Regions from separate parts of the Gossypium hirsutum genome. Here region 2 is linked to region 1. A link is a contact called in public Hi-C data. All regions are on one chromosome and are shown on one strand. Each heading gives the region's core, a stretch centred on a gene start, on an enhancer-like site or on the middle of the called end of the contact. The rest is flanking DNA. Distances are from core to core; before and after follow the strand shown.

What was found. Hi-C and Micro-C count contacts between places; a contact is called where the count stands out from the background.
Region 2: a contact with region 1 is called in a Hi-C map of leaf, with 3 times the contacts expected there. The contact joins the enhancer-like site here to the promoter of LOC107952461 in region 1. A contact is called at or near these places in 14 of 34 Hi-C or Micro-C datasets (callus, fibers, hypocotyl and 3 more).

Annotation. Positions count from the first base shown.
Region 1 is chrA02:12,047,523-12,050,100 of Gossypium_hirsutum_v2.1, reverse strand. LOC107952461 reads right to left here and starts at 1,292. Exons shown (of 6, transcript XM_016887713.1): 1 at 1,017-1,292; 2 at 648-876; 3 at 531-588; 4 at 352-457; 5 at 125-247; 6 at 1-19. The coding sequence starts at 1,292.
Region 2 is chrA02:12,109,368-12,111,945 of Gossypium_hirsutum_v2.1, reverse strand. No RefSeq gene overlaps it. Among protein-coding and RNA genes, the nearest start is that of LOC121216018, 8.6 kb to the right of the region's middle. Within about 2 kb of position 1,300, at least 1 of the 9 cell types and tissues checked has an H3K27ac peak or open chromatin away from gene starts, as enhancers often do. A contact at or near this core is called in leaf, where this site is marked.

The DNA of each region.
Region 1 (2,578 bases), core at 43-2,542:
CTTTAGGAAGCATCATTGTCTGCATAAAGTAACTTTAGATCGATAGAATGACATATTGAGATAAAGTAACCCTACCTGCCAAGGAAAGTTGTCTGACGTCCCAACTAGATAGCTTGTTACGAACCTTATCAACCATAAAGCGCAGCATGTTATTTGTAACCCTCTCATGAAAAAAGGGAACACCTAAATAAGTCCCAAGTTCTTCACTTCTTGAAAACCAAAGAAATTGCTGATACGCCTCCTCAAACTGCCATTTATGCCTTTGAAGAAAAAAATATTTGTCTTCCTCATATTAATTCTATGACCCGAGTAGTTACAAAAATCATCAAGAATATTATTGATGATTCAAGCCTGATGTTCCCCAGCATGACCGAAGAGGATCAAATCATCCGCGAAAAGCAAATGAGAAAGCGGTGGACCATTGCAAGCAAGTCGAATAGGGATCCAATTGCCAGTACTAATAGCAGCATGAATATTGTGACATAACCATTCCATGCACAAAATGAATAAATACGGAGATAAATGGCAACCTTTTCGAACGCCTCTGGTAGGTCGAAACTTCAAAGTTGGAACCCCATTCCACAACACCTGTATAGTAGAGCTGGAAATTACAGACATAATAAAATTACATAAAAAATTAGGAATACCTGCAGCTTGGAGTGACAAGTCAATGAAGTCCCAATGCACTCGATCATAGGCTTTTTCTAGATCAATTTTGATGGCCATCCACATCCTCTTTTTTTGCGTTCTCCTCATAGAATGTATAACCTCTTGAGTAATGAAAATATTATCCGTCATATTCTGTCCAACTAAGAAACCAGCCTGCTCGAGAGCTATAAACTTAGGGAAAACCATTTTAAAATGATTAGCAATAACCTTCACAACCAGTTTATATAGAACAGAACATAAACTGATTAGCCAAAATTGGGCGAAGCCTTCCAAATTTTGAGTTTTAGGGATAAGAACTATAAGCGAATTATTTAATTCCGGATCAATGCTTTCACCAGCAAAAATACCCTTAACCCAACTGCAAACGGAGGCGCCAACGTGATCCCACTAACTTTGGTAGAAATAGCGTAAAAACCATCACTTTCTGGAACCTTCAAAGGTGCCATGTCAAACAAAGCAACTTTAATTTCCTCATCAGAAATTGGACTGTTTAGGAGAATAAAATCCTCGTCAGAGAGAGGTGGAAAAGCGCTCAAGGGCAAACCTCTCATCGAGCCGGGATGCTCACCATACAAGGCTTTATAGAAATTTACCACTTCAAATTTTAGTTGTTCTTCATTCATGATCCATTCGCCTAAATCATTTTTTAAAGCGGTGATTTGATTCTACTTTCTTCTCCTCAAAGTACGCGCGTGAAAAAATTTGGTGTTTCGATCCACTAAAACTAACCAATCACAACGAGCTTTCTTTTACCAAAGAATCTCTTCATGATGCAACACATTTTCCAAATCCTCTCTAATCTCCAACTCAACCTGGTTGATAAAAGTCGAGTTTCTTCTACTGCGCTCAACCTCAATATTGTGTAGTTTCTTAGTCAGAAACTTCATGCGAGTATGAATATGACCATACACATCCTTATTCTATCTTTTGACTTAATCAGTAAACTCAAAATTAATCATCGACATATTAGCAGAAATCCTTTAATTCTCCTTTACAAAATTCGAGAATGCTAGATGTTCAATCCAACCTACTAAAAATCTAAATGGACGCCCCTTTTGAGGAAAGGAAATCAGGCATCAAAGATAGTTTAAGGGTTTATGATCGAATTTAAGTCTAGGCAAGTGAGTCACCATGGAATTAGGAAAAAAGGTACATCAAGCATTGTTACAGATAGCCCTATCCAGACGCTCCAGAATTCCCCCTCTCTGCCAAGTGAATTGTGGACCTCTAAAGCCTAAATCTTGCAATAAGGTGGAGTCCATAAGTTCACCAAAAAAGGGGTATCTCTTTCTAAGAGTCCGACTCCCTCTTTTCTCAGTAGTAGAAAGAATAGTGTTAAAGTCACCAATTGCCATCCACGGAGACCCATCTACTGGAATAGTTCTCTATAAAGCCTCTCAAAAAAGTCTCCGTTTACTGTGATTAGGGCTAGCATATACAAAAGTAACCAAAAAAGGCTGTCGGAAAGAAGTTCCAGTAACTCTAACTAACACAAATTGAGAATGGTTTTTTAGAACCTCCACACAAACGGATTCTTTCCAATCAATCCAAATACCACCTGAAAAGCTCACTGCCTCCACACGATGAGAGTAATGAAAACCAAGCTTTGCAATAACTGAATCAGCTTTTCCCTCACTAACTCTTATTTTTATAAGGCCAATAAAATTTGGTTTATGTTTCCGATTATATTTACAAAAAACCTGAATAAACTTCGAACTAGCACAACCCTAACAATTACAACAAAAAAATAGTAAAATTTATAAATTAAAAATTTAAAAATACGGGGACTAACCTTTCAAGGGGTAATGGGAGTTTTATCTCCTGCATCATTAATGATAACCTTATCAGTAAAGGTCTCCACTTGTTCACCAATAAGCTTTGCCATGGAATTCATAGCATCGGGAAGTGA
Region 2 (2,578 bases), core at 51-2,550, 62 kb before region 1:
TTTAAAAAGACATATTTATTACATAATTTTATTTTTCACGCATATTATGAATTTACCATAATCTGATTATTATTATTAGTTTCAAATTTTCTATTTCATATAAAACATTTATTACATGAAATTTTAAATGCAGACATATATTCTAAATACTGTGATAAATTTTTAAATTTTACTAATTTCCCTTATAAAAGTTAAAACATTTTTTTGTAATAATATGATAAATTTTATTTTATGCTGGAATTATTTTTTTACAAAATCCAGAATTTAGTTAGTAAAAAAAATTGAAGGAACTGACAAATTTGATAAGGACTTAATGAGTATTTCACTATTAAAAAAAAAGTAGCAAAACTTTAAACCAATAAATTTGATTTGAATGATCCAAAAACAAATTCTTTTGAAGAAAAAAAGTTAATTTGAATAAATCCAAAAACAGTGAACTTTTTATCATAATCCTGTGGGCTAGGCTAGAACCAGAAGAGCGCATATATCTCCCTCTAATTGGATCAAAGTCAGTAGAAAATAACTAAAATATTCTTTTCAATAAATATTTATGTAAAAATTAAAAAACTACTTAAAAAAAATACAATATCAAAGTTTAAACTTATAACTAATACTTCAAAGGAATGTTATACTTTAGTTTTTTTTTTTGGCTAAATATATAGATTGACCCCTAAATTTGGTAACTTTTCTCAAATTGGCTCTAAACTTTTTTTTATCGCATTACTTCCTAAAGTTGGCATCTCTTACATAAATTGGTCTTTATTGTTAACATCGTTAGTTTTTTAAGGCTTAATATATAGATTAACCCCTAAATTTGGCAACTTTTCTCACATTGACCTCTATTTTTTTTGAATCATATTAGTCCCTAAAATTGACATCCACTAAACATATTAATCCCTACACTAACACAATTTGTTTTTGAAGAATATGCTGATGTGGACAAGTATGAGAGCGACACGTGAAGAAATAAAGGGACGACATGTAGATTCATTTTTCTTAAAACATTAAAAAAAAACTTTAAATTTTGAAAAAAATTCAAAAAAATTGAATATATAAAAAATAAAATTTTAACCCCATACTTATCCACATCAACAAATTCTTAAAAAAATACACGGTGTTAATGTAGAGACCAGTCTATATAACACATGCCAACCTTAATAACCAATATGATAAAAGAAATTTAGGGATTAATATGAGAAAATTGTCAAATTTAGGAGCAAATCTATTAACATGTATAGCGTATAGAATAAAAGTTAATTAATGTGTGTTTTCTGAAAAAAGAAAAATTTAATTAATGTGTGGCTCACGGATGCACAGGGACAAAAAGCACTACACTGCACCCTATTAACATGTGGAGAGGACTACATTACTTAATATGTTATCCAAAATTCGGATTTTTATCAACGGTGATTATACGACCGCTCCAAAAAGGATAAACGAATACCACGTTAATTTCCTTCAATATACTGAATTTTTTGTGTTTTATTTTGGTGAAAATTTTTAATTTATCGTTAAATTATTTAAATTTATAATTTTAGCCATTAAATTTGAAACTGTTGGATAACATGACTGTCATAAACTATATTAATGATGGTTTAATTATGAGAATGTTTTTGTTTTAATTATCTAATTATAAAAAATTTTCAATTTAATCATTAAATTTTTTTAGTCACCATATCTTTAATAACAAATTTAGTCATTCAATATTTATATCATCTATAAATTAGTTCAACTTTTTAAAAAATTTAAAAAATTTAACATTTAATATTTACAAAATATATTAATTTCATGTTAGGTGGTGTTATTCACTGCAATAAAATTCAAAGGTTTCTAGTTTCTTATGCCACAAAAAATCTTAAGCTGTTGGTAAATTTTTTTTTAACACTTTAGATTAAACAATGTTTTTTCGACACTAGAAAATTCAAAGGTTTTTAGTTTCCGACGCCAAAGAGATAATAAATCGTCAGAAAGTTGTTTATTATTGTTTTTGTTGTAAATTTTTATGTTAAAATAGTGGTTCTTTTGTGCCTAAAAAACTCAAGTCTTACTAGCGTCAAATAAAAAACTATTAAAAAATTTTCTAGAGCCAAACACTAGTAAGAATGTTTAGAGTTAAAATTTATTGATATTTTTTAGAATTAAGACTAAATTGATAGAACATATAAATATTGAATGGTAAAATTTGTTATTAGACCAATAAAAAAAGGCCATGTCCAACGTTTGTTATAACTTTAATGGCATGTTACTAAAAAAATTAATTTTGGAAACATTAGTGACTAAATAATTTTTTATATAGTTGGATTATCAAAACAGAAACACTCTCATAGTTGAGTGACCATTCATGTAGTTTATAATGGCCGCATCATCTAGTTGTTTCAAACTTAGTGACACAGTGATTAATAAAAATAAATTCGAATAGTTTAGTGATCAAATTAAAAATTGTCATAATTAGGTGACTAAAATAAGAACTTGCAAAAATTCAGTGGCTAATTAAGTAGTTTACCCATTTCTTTTATTCATACTATATATTAAGCACTTGATTAAGTTACTGTCATGAGCCAATCAAGCATTAAATCGA